Regions from separate parts of the Gossypium arboreum genome. Here region 1 is linked to region 2. Evidence: chromatin contacts called from public Hi-C data. All regions are on one chromosome and are shown on one strand. Each heading gives the region's core, a stretch centred on a gene start, on an enhancer-like site or on the middle of the called end of the contact. The rest is flanking DNA. Distances are from core to core; before and after follow the strand shown.

Region 1 (5,786 bases), core at 1,165-3,664, 110 kb before region 2:
GTGACTTGAGATACTCTTTTTTTAATTCAATCATTATATTAGCTAAGCTATAAATAATTTTTGTTTTTAAATTTACAAGGATTTTCTTACGTTTTATTGTTTTATTTATTTATTTATTTAAAACAACATAAATATACTTTATGCTATTTAATACATAAAAATATATGCATTGATTGAGGTTTCATTTTTATTTTAGATTTGTAAATGTGTGACATATTAAAAATCATAACTATATTTAATACAACATTAATTTCAAATAATGTATTTAATATATCTCTCTAAGATTTATTTCCTATGGAAAGGGCCTTCCTTTTCTGGTCCATGAAATGGTCTATTTATAAGCATTGATTGATTGTACTTAAAAACACTTTTACATTAAAAATTAGCTTCAATGTTTTATTAATTGCATTATTCTTCCTGTTATTTTTTTATTTGTTAATGTCTTCAATTTTACTCATATTTTTACTTGGTTTTTTATCAATAATTTATATTCGAATTTATCTTTTATTTTATTTTTGGTTACAAGTCTCAATTTTTTTTAAATGTTATATGAAATTATAAGTAATAATAAAGTTAACTAAATGGTTAACCTTATATGGTCAAACCCTATCCCTATGTGACTCATGTTTTTATCTAAATAAAGCTTTTATATGGTCTTAGATTGTCAATGTAAACACGACTCCTAAAAAATAATGAATCCCCATTAGAATTGAAAGACTAAAACCTACCACGTTATTATTTGTTAGTATATATTTGATTTTTCTCTTTATTTTTTTCCCCTTACCAATACATTATCAATCTCATTCCCTCCCTCCTAATCTGATCTTTTATAATCCATATATATTAAAGAAAAAAAATACTTTATTTAACCCTTATTGTTGTTGTATAATTTGTTTTGAAAAAAAAAAAAAAAAGGAGTTTAAATTACCTGCAAAAACTATGGGAATGGTTTGGGTTCCCATTGTTAGAGTCCCAAACTGAGAGCAGCCTTAACATCGAGCCTCCATGCAAATCCGCCAAAGCTCATCTTCCACACATCGCAAGGAACCATTTTCGATTGCTTTTTCTTTCCCTTTCCATCTCCGTACCGTAACCCTACCCGGCACGAGAATGCACCCTGTGGGAATTTAAACCCTTCTTTCACCACCAACCCCACCGCGGTTTCAGCCCCTTCTCCGCCCACCATGCTCTTGAACGCCTCGTTCACCCACAAAACACGGTGCCAACCGTCCGATATGAACCCTGGATACGTGTCCTTATCCAGATTCCTCATTCTATCCACGTCCGTACAGCTCCCCATGTCTCCTTCATCCATGCAGCTGTCTGTTATGCTCTCCACCGTCACCCATGACTCCACAACACTCACTTTCCTCCCCGTCGCCTGATCCGACAACCCCATCACCGCAGCCGCCACTTCTTGATCTGTTGCAACCATTTTCTGCAACTTCAAGCACAGCAGCGGCGGGTCCTCATGAGATTGATGATAATCATCACCAACCGTCCGATCGAGATCATGATCACCAGCCCCTGAGCTATCAACAACCGCTGATTTCTCTAGATCAGCTCTCTCAGGCATCAACTGCAGGGTTACGGAACCCTTATTTCCATCCTTATCGTCTTTAGCTTCATCCAAGGCTCTTCTTCTCCTATTATTCTTCGCACAAACCCTAACGTATTTTCTCTTCACTCTCATGCTTGTAACACCTGAGTTCTTGTTACCAAACGTCGACTCACCGGAAGCTGAGTCTCCGGTCACCGGTTTTGGAGCAATCGGCCTGAATCTGAGCATTATCCGGTTGATTATCGTCTTATCTTGTACACCCCCAGCGCATTTTAGCATCCTCCATTGATCCCCGCCCTCCATTCCTCCTTCCAAAAAAATTAAAAAAACCTAACAAACCCTTCTCTCTCTTTCTCTCTCTTTGTTTTATCTTATCTTCGGATTTTATTTTATCTTTGTATTCTTTTTTTTCTTTTCTTTTTTTTCATCTAAGGGCAAAGGCTTTACCGGAGGTGAAGCGATAATCATAGCGGCAGCAATCGTGTCCAAGATCAGAGGAGTACACGTGTCCTACTGCGAAACTTGAAACAGTGACGAGATTTGATTGGCCGAAGCCCAATGGGGCCGTAGCAAAAAAATAAAGTTTCCTGTTTTGGCGTGTTCGAAGCCTGTGATTGGCCCATCCTGTTAGCCAACAAAAAATAAGGACGTGTCGAGAACTGCGTAAAAGACGGATACACGTGGCCGTACCTCGGGGGGACGGCATAAATATTCTGTTTGAAGTGGAGTGGGCTTTTAATTTTTTTTCCGCCTTTTTGATTTTTTTGGTTTTTCTAAAAAAAATGTATGAGGTAGGTTCCTGATTATGCAACACGTGTAATAGTTTTATTTGTTATGAAAGAGAAAGTTCAGTTGACCGTCAGTTCCACTTTTCTGCACTGGAGCGTGTGATTGCCAACCTTGATATTTTCCCAACCCTACTGAACAAAATAATCATTATTTTATCTATAAACGCCCATTTCTAATTTTATTTATAAAAATAGGTTAATTTTTTTATTATTTATCAAAAAGGTCGAAAATAATAAAATATATTCACGTAAAAGCGTTTTTAGGTAAAATTTTAATAAAACGCGCCTTTATGGGAGTGATTTTGTCATGTCAGAATAAAACGTGAAAAACAAGCTGATGTTGGAGTTCTTTTGTCCGTTCTTAGATTAAATTTTTAAAAATATTATTTTTTTAAATTATAAAAATAGATCAATATTTTAAAAATTTAAGAGAATAATCTTTTATAAAGACCCAAAGTGAAAACATTATTCTTTTCTTATTTTAAGGTGTCACCAATTAATATGGAAATAAAACTTATAAAGCATATCTTTATATAAACCCAAAGTCTTATTTCCTTTATTTTTTTAAGCAATGTGTGATATGAAACATGTGTATATATAAACTCATGAATAGGTTTACAGCTTGTTCCTAAACAATGTGGGGTTCCTTCATCTTTTAACTAATAACATAATATTAAAGAGTACACTATATTTTATATTTTTTACTTATAGAATTTAATTTTTTTACAAAAGTTAATATTTGTTATATTATAAATAAAACTTTTAAACTCTATAAGTAAAAAATTATAAAATATAAAATGAGTATGGTAAAATATTAAAAATAAATATTTAAAAATTACTAATAGTTGAGTGATCATTTTATAAATTTTATAATTCGATAGTCAAAAATTATAATTAAGTGACTACTAATGTAATTTAATCTAGATATAAAAATATGAAAAATAATTATTATATTTTATGTATATCATATATTTTCATAAAAAACTTATTTAATAGAATTATATACTATGTTTAAATAGATTATTTATCTAGTCAAAATACATATGAAATAAATTTATCAGCATTCATTATGTGATAAAAATTAAATTAAAATTAGGATTAAAAATTAATGAGTATAGTAAAATATTAAAATAAATAAATATTTAAAAAGATATATCAATTTTAAAATTACAAAAAATACTATTTGAGTACCAGATACTCACCATTTATTTGTTAATCAAACATTCATAATATAAAATAAAATATAATAAAAAATTAAAAGTATAACTTCTAAATTTAAATAATAAAAATTATTTTAAAATTAGAATTGCATGGATATTAACTTCAAACATTTCAAATTGAATAGAGGATTATTACATGTACAAGTTTTATATGTGTAATTTATTTATTTTTTAATAATCCTTTTGTATATGCGAACAATTCTAAAATGCAATAATTAAATATCTTAAAAGATAATTTTATAATATGAGAAAATGTTAACAAAATATAAAAAAATAGAAATTGTTTTGTAAAAAATTATAAAATATAGTGTAGCCTTTAATATTATGTCGTTAGTTAAAATATGAAAGAATTCCATATTATTTAGGAACAAGCTGCAAACCTATTTATGAGTCTATATATAGACATGTCTCATAACTCATATCTCATATCTCACATTACTTAAGAAAACAAAGGAAATAAGACTTTAAATCTATATAAAGATCTGCTGTGTAAATTTTATTTTCATATGAATTGGTGACACCTTAGAATAAAAAAAAATAGTGTTGCCATTTTGGGTCTTTATGAAGGATTATTCTCATAAATTTTCAAAAAAAAAGGTCTATTTTATATATTTTTTAAAAATGACATTTTTTGAAAATTTAATTTGAGAATGAGAAAAAGTGCACATGCGTGCTGACATGGGATAAAACACTTCCATGTCAGGGCATTTTGTGTTGATATGACAAAATCACTCCCCTAGAGGCGCGTTTTACTAAAATTTCACCCAAAAAGGCTTTTACGTGGACGTGTTTTATTATTTTCGGCCCTTTTCGATAAATAATAAAAAATTGGCCAATTTTCGTAAATAAAGTTTGAAAATTGGTCTTTATAGGTAAAATAGTCCAAAACAATATTGTATTTATTTATTATAGAATAAATTATTTTTATTTTTAATTTTAATTTTTATTATTTTTCAAATTAAATTGAGATTCAGTAACTTTAGTTATGAGTTTTAGGTTATTTAGATTTTATTACAAAGGAAAAGCATGTGAATTTTGTTCTTTTTAAGTTAAAAGAAATAAAAATAAAGTTAAGGGTGAAATATCTATTGTTAACTCTTGTGGTTGAGTGGAATTGAGAAGTTAAGTTTGTGGTAGAATTACGTTTCACCCACTATGTGGATTATATATATATTTTTTATATCTCCTACGCATACGAAGGAGTGCTGTTTAGTTTTTACAAAAACAATAAATAACAAAATAATCGAAAGTGAAAAATATGGGGTAGGATTAGGGACAGTGGGTGGTTAACTATAATATATTAAATTAACATATATATTATTAAAATTTTGATTGAGTTTATCATCTACCATTGGGATCTTAATTCAATTATAATATTATTGAAAGTTTATTTTATTTATAAAACAATAAATATTATTTTGAGGATGTTTATATTTGTCCCAATTCAATTGTGAAAATACTAAAATTTATTCTTTTATAAAGTAATAAATATTATTTTGAGGGTATTTATGCTCAACTCAACTCAGTTATAAAATTACCAAAAACTTATTCCTTTTACAAAGTAATAAAGATTTATTTTGAGGGTGTTTATGTCATTTTATATTTTGATATATCTAGAAAAAATACATACAAATTATAAGAAACATGATAACTTTTTATAGTGAATCAAGCATTAATCATACAAAGGAAAAACCAAACTAATCTTGATATTTGAAGCAAATGATGCCCATCTTATTACTACCCTGAATGTATGTGTTGCCGATCCCACGCTTTCTTTAGTTATATGGGCATTACCGAGCTTCTTAATGTCCTCAATTAGAGGTGTCATTTTCCAATAAGAAGAAAAAGTTATACATTCTAAGATTTCTTGTATTGCTTTGCCACTATTCATTAGAAAACCCACTATCCAACCTCTTTGTTTTGCCTGAATTAATGCTTCATGAACCTCATACAATGTTGTTTATCACATGTCTTCATACTCTACTATTTTACTAAACGAAAATAGAAGTTGTTAGTTCCTATCCACAAGCGAACATGCAACACTCATACCAAGCCTACCTCGTTTCCTAGCAACAAGTCCAATGCTATTGTTCATAATCTTGGTTTCATTGACATTAATAAGCCCCTTTCTCTGAAAATGTTGTCTTTCTTTCTTCGATATTATAAGAAGTAAAAACACCGTTCCAATTGATACTTAATTCTTTTACTCTATAGATT
Region 2 (6,532 bases), core at 2,036-4,535:
AAAAAAGGAAATTTCCAGTTTCCGACCGCCGTATGTGGCGGCATTGACGGGGGCGCGTGAGCGCGTGCGAACCCCTAGACGGAGGCTCGATAGTACTCCGAGAACCCCCTTCCCAACCCTCCTTCAGAGGGTTTCCTCTTTTTTTTTTTTTAAACAGACTGCAAAAATGATTTCAAAGCTTAAAATTTGGCTTATATAGCCTTATGAAAACGGTGCTGTTTTGCTTAAAACAAATAGCTTCAAAACGACGTCGTTCTAGAGCCCAGGATCCTCGTGTTAACCCGAAACCCGAATGAGATCCGCGTGTTTTTAATAAATGGGCAATTTGGTGAATTGATCCTTCCGCATTTTTTTAATTTTATAATTGCATTTTATTTTTATTTTAAATTAACCTTAACTTTTTATGTTTATTTCAATTTAGTCCCTCTGGTCATTATAAGACTTATTCTAAAAACGATGTCATTTTGGAGATTAGGGCTAATTGCCCAGTGAGCCCTCAATTTCTGTGTGCATTCTAATTTAACCCAAATTTTCATTTTATTTGCAATTGGCCCCAATTTTTTTTTAAATTTCAATTTTAGTTTTTTTTATATTTGTTTAATTTTAAGAATTATATATATATTATATAAATAGTAATTATATATATAATAATATATATTGTTATATGTCTTTATAAATTTTATTATATGTTATATTTTTAATATATACTATTATTTATTTTACCATATTTTATATGTAAAATTATTTATAATATCATATTTATTATTTTATACTTTATCTATCATATAGTTTATATCATTATATATTGTGTTTATAAATTTTATTGCATGTTATACCATACATTATTCTATATATTACATTTATTTTATTATAAAATATACATTATCTTATTACCTATTAATTATATATGTTTTCAATTTATTATTAAAGGAATATATGTAATATCAATATTTAGTACATTTTCCATATGTTAAATTATTGTATCTTATAATATAATTTATATGTATATATCATATTAAAAAAGAGATACTCATTTATCATTCTTATATTATTCTTAATATTTTTAAATATCCTTATTATTATCTTATTTAATTTACCTTTAATAAGTTTATAATTTATTTTTATTTTTTAGTATTATTTTAGTGTGTTAAATTTTTATAGATTATTTGTTATTTTATTTGTTTTACATATTTGCATGGAAATTAATTATTTATGTTGATTTAAGTTACATTTGCATTATTGCATATATATTATGCAATTTATATTACTGTGTTCATTATGCCTATTGTTGTATTTTGCATGTAGTGACAATGCATGTATATTTTATATTATCTATGATCATATATGTGCAAAATGATAACATATTGTGTAATTTATGTCCTTATTTTTCATCTTTATTATATTTGCATGGAATGTTAAAATAGATATCATGTGGGTTAATTTATTTAATATTAATCCTTTGTAATATGTTAAATGCATCATCACTTTAAAGAATTTTTTTTTATATATTTCATTTGATTTAAAAAGATTTTTTTAAAAAGGATAAGGCAATGTTTTTGCTAGTTAGGAATTCGGGAAGTAGTGCCCTAACATGCTGGGTTGCAATTTTCCGTTTGTTTAAATGCCTAAAATACCCTTCTAAACGATTTTATAAATTACGAGGTGACTTCAGTTACAAGAGTTTTAGAATATTGTGTCTTATCATGCTGGATGTGATATTCGTATTCTTTTGGAGCGAAGAAATCTCGGTTTTCAATTCGAACTATTTTAATTTCAAAAAGGATCATATTTTTAAATACTTTCAAAATTCTAGCATTAAAGACGGAAAGTTATTCAATTTGGTATCAATTTTTTTTGGGCGTTACGAGGGTGCTAACCCTTCTTCGTATGTAACCGATTCCCGAATCCGTTTTCTTGATTTCATAGACCAAAGCAAATGATTTCAAGCAAAAAGTGGTTTGAAGGTGGTTCAATCACACTTAAACTGATTGGTGACGACTCCTATTTTTTTCATTTTTCAAAAAGTCGAACCCGGTCTTTCCAAACTCGTTTTAAAAGGGTTTCGACAGTGCTCTGATGGCATCTCCCATTTGTACCGGATATGGGGACAGGTGAGGGGGTGTTACAACTTATATATATGAATTAGTACACTTTATATTTGACCAAGCTTGACATAGTTCGAAACAGGAGTCTAAATTTTGCCCAAGCTAATCTATTTTTATAAATGGCTAATCAAATCCATTTTAAGTCTACTCATTTTATTTTAAATTTAATAATTAATAATTTAGATATATTTATTTTATTAAAATTTCAAATTTAGAAACTTAACATATTTTTAGTTTTTGGAAAAAATATTTTTAAAATTTTGTAGTATTATATAAGTAATTTTATGGGATATAAATTATAATATATAATATATAAAATAAAATAAAAATATATTACACAAGTATAAAATGGACAGAGTCAAGTCAAGTTTAGGCCTTAAATATTGAAACCTAAATCAAACCTATATTTTAAACATGTCTAACTTTTTATACACAAGCTAATTTTTGGAACTTCAAACTTTTGTTAAAATTTTCTTATATATCCAACAGTCTTTAAGACTTATATAGATAGTCTACAACAAATATCAACAAACAAATATTACTGCATAAAAGATTAATACGAAACTTAGCACAAATACTTTTCATTCTTTTATTCTTTTTCCTTTTATTTCCCTTTCTGTCATCTTTTGATGTCTTTCTTCGTTTAAATATGCTCATATCTATGTACTTTTTCTTTTTGGAATTTAAAAATATTTTTAGCATTCCAATTGTCTAATTCTAAAAATAAAGTCCAACTAATAACAACATTAATCGATTTTCATTAAACTTGAATACATGGGATTTTAATATTTAAAGTTGTAATTTAAAATTATAATCCAATTGATAATATATATTCAATTTACCCTACTCTCGTTCTTTCTTTGCATAATTTTAATAAACATAAAAAGAAAAAAAAAAGGGTGAATTTTCCAAAAGGTACTATTTATTCATTTTTATAAAAAGAAATGGTCAGTTTTCACCGAATTGGTGTTAGGTTACTGTGACACCAAATTGTAAAATAATGAATATTTGGGGGTCAATTTAGAAATAATAGATATTGAACAAATGATAATGATTGCTTATCCAAAAGAGTGTGTTGCCACGCGCGGGGATGGGAGAAAGGGGCATCTGAGAACTGTTGGGAACAGATGATCGTATGGGAGAGGACGCGTGGAACGTGAGATAGAAGGGGCGAATCTTTGGGATAGATTTGTGATGTGACGAGGTAAAAGCTGATTGGTTATATTTGTGTCCGAAAGGATCTGTCCTGTCCTGTCCTGTAATTTAGCAGCTGTGTCGTCCAATGAAAGGTTTAGAATTTGCAAAGGTCCAGTTCACTCTTTCTTGTCATTTTTTGCTGGTCAAACGTGGCATCATCAAATGTTTATTCCACTATTTTTTTTTAAAAAATAGTTAATTTGGTTTGTTTGTTTTGCCCAAAATGGTTGGTATAGAAATTATTTTCTTATGTCATTTTAGGAAAATTTATTTTGGTTAATGAAATATTTTTATTTACAAAATATATTATTATTTGTTGCAGCGAAATGTACACAATTTATAAGTCTATTTATATATTTAATTTGCCTATGCAATTAAAAATTTCATTGTCAATCTACTAAAAATTATCTTATTTAAAAATCTAAAAATTAAATAAATATTATTTTTCCCCAAAAACATTTACTGTTTTAAAAAATCATAATTTGAAAGGCCAAAATTTGTAATTAGTTTTTAATTTTAGAAAATTTATTTTAGTATTCGCATGAGTTTTTCTTAAATTATTATGGATTTAAATCTCATCATACGTTAGTTTAATCTAAATTCATTCAATTTATATTTGAGTGTATTTTAATTTTTAATATTATAATTCTAATTAATTAAATATAAAATCAAACGCATATTCAATAATATTAAAACACAAATTTATTACTAATCTATCAATATTAGTTTTAATAAAAAAATTTAATAAAATTGTTCTTTCTTGCAAAATCTAGTAATATATCCTGGTTAATTTACCTAAATAATTTTAAAAAAATTAAATCTTGAAATAGGTTGTATCTTTGGATTATATACGAAAATAGTATGTTTTTTTGGGTCGCGCCTATCTGACAGGCGTAACCACTTTTTTTTTATATTAAGATATATTTTTTTGTTTTTTTAAATAATTATTTTATTGGTGGCGCCTTTCTCATAGGCGCCACTGCTTGTATTTTTTTCCCGGATCAGTATATGACTTGTGTAGGGATACAAAAAACGATATAGGGTAAGTGGCGCCTATCTGGTAGGCGCGACTGGTGCTTAATTTTTCCCTTATATATACTCCCCCGAAAATCAAATGAGCAGAAGATATACACAAGAGTTAGCAGAACAGAACTAAGAAGATAAGTAGAAGAAAGAAAGAAAGGAAAACAAAAAAAAAAAAGAATAAAGTATTTTAGTTCATTTCTTTTTAAATAGAATGTAGAGTTTTGTTAGTAATTTTATTATTTAAAAGTTATTTTGTTAGATTATTAATTTTGTTAGTTTCTGAATGAAAAATTTTGCATTAAAAATTTTATGTAACTTTTTTGCTATTCGAAACTGTTTTGAGAATTTTAAATTTTTTTTAACAGATCTAGTATTGAAAATGGAGAATCAATTTTTGGTATGCGTTTATTTCGATGAAGAAATTTTGACAACAACCATGGGATATATATTTGAATGTCGCAAACAAGTAGTAATGAAATTTAATAAAAATATCTCGTTTGATGATATGAAGAAAAGAATTAGTGAAAAAATTTATAGACGTTGTTGGAGAAGGATCTCAAAACTTTTCTACAAGTTTCCAGTTTCAACGGATCCCATAAAATTCACCGAAATGGAACTTGTAGACGATGAAGATGTGGAGACAATGGTCGCTCTTTATTGTGGGACTCAGAGCAACCAAAATACACTGATTCAATTATTTGCTGAGTTAGCTGGTGTGGAGCCAACTAAAGATCCCACTTCATTAGGTGAAGAAGATGGAGCTCAAGTGCCGTGTATGGTGGCTCTGATATCGTACGTTGATAGTCAATCAACTATACATAGGATCGACATTGATATTAATGTTGCACCCGAGATTAATGTGGTTGGTGATAATGTATACCATAGTAGTGATCCTTCTAATCACGAGGTCTATAGTGATAGTGATCCCGATGTGGACGAGGTACTAGATGATATTGACGACGAAGGTGTGAATGACGATGGAAATGTTAATGTGTCTTCAATCGGGAACCAGATTCGTCGTATTGTGATACACAATAATCTTGAGACATACATATCTCGGATAGACCCCGATGTGGTGCACGCGGCTGAGTTCTTGGAGTACCCTGAAATACTACCTGCTCACTGGCTGGCTATAGATTCCGATCTTGAGAAGTTGTTTGTAGGCCAGAGATTCAAAAGTAAGGAAGAATGCGTATTTTCCATTAAGCGATATAGCATGAATATATCAGTGGACTACAAAGTCACCGTGTCTAAACCGACATTATATATTGGGGAGTGTTTGCGGAAGGCTACAATTGGCGGATACAAGCTACATATATCCAGAAATCACAGATGTGGGAGATACGAAAATTTATTGGGTCTTGCACATGCACTTTAACACGTATGACAAAAGATCATCGAAAACTTAATTCCAAAACTATTTGTACGTGCATCATGCCAATGGTGAAAGACATGCCGACTATTAAAGTTTTAGTACTGATTGTCGAAATGCAGGCACGATTCTAGTATCGAGTATCATACTGGAAGGCATGGATAGCTAAACAGATGGCAATGGAGTAATTGTACGGAGATTTCGATACATCGTACAATGAGTTACAGGGATGGATAGCCGTTATGCAGGAGTACGTGCCAGGAACTATCATTGAGTTCCAGACACGACTTTATTACGGCCCAGATGACCAACTACAACCGGAAAAAAGAATTTTTCAACGGATGTTCTAACGTTTGATCCATGCGTGTGTGCATTTCCCCACTGCAAGCCGTTTGTGCAAGTAGATGGGACATGACTATACGGTAAATATACACAAATCCTACTTCTTGCAGTTGTTTAAGATGGGAATAAGAACGAGCTCTCAATTGCGTTTTCTATCGTAGATAAGGAGAACATGGAGTCGTGAGAATTCTTCCTTACAAACCTGCGGAGGTATGTTATTAGAAATGATAATATTTGCATTATCTCCGATAGAGAGAAATGATTAATTGACGCAATTAGGCATTTCAGTGTACCATGGAGATCTGTTTACTGTATCCAGTACATCATGGCTAACTTTCACAGAGATTATAAGAATGCAGACTGGCGGAGACAAGTTGTGAGAATGGGTAAAGAATAACCTTATCCTTTCAATATATAACCTAATATTTTAGGGTGAGACTGTAACTTATATTTTTTTAATACATACACAGCGTACGAGCTAAAGTCACAC

Evidence for each region. A called contact is a pair of places that touch in the nucleus more often than the background predicts.
Region 1: a Hi-C map of leaf shows a contact between it and region 2, with 1.9 times the contacts expected there. The contact joins the promoter of LOC108472998 here to the enhancer-like site in region 2. A contact is called at or near these places in 2 of 5 Hi-C or Micro-C datasets (both in leaf).

Annotation. Positions count from the first base shown.
Region 1 is chr9:15,999,736-16,005,521 of ASM2569848v2, reverse strand. It overlaps LOC108472998, which reads right to left and starts at 2,414. Exons shown (of 2, transcript XM_017774568.2): 1 at 929-2,414. The coding sequence starts at 1,864. The coding sequence ends at 965.
Region 2 is chr9:15,890,929-15,897,460 of ASM2569848v2, reverse strand. No RefSeq gene overlaps it. Among protein-coding and RNA genes, the nearest start is that of LOC128281257, 29 kb to the left of the region's middle. Within about 2 kb of position 3,285, at least 1 of the 2 cell types and tissues checked has an H3K27ac peak or open chromatin away from gene starts, as enhancers often do. A contact at or near this core is called in leaf, where this site is marked.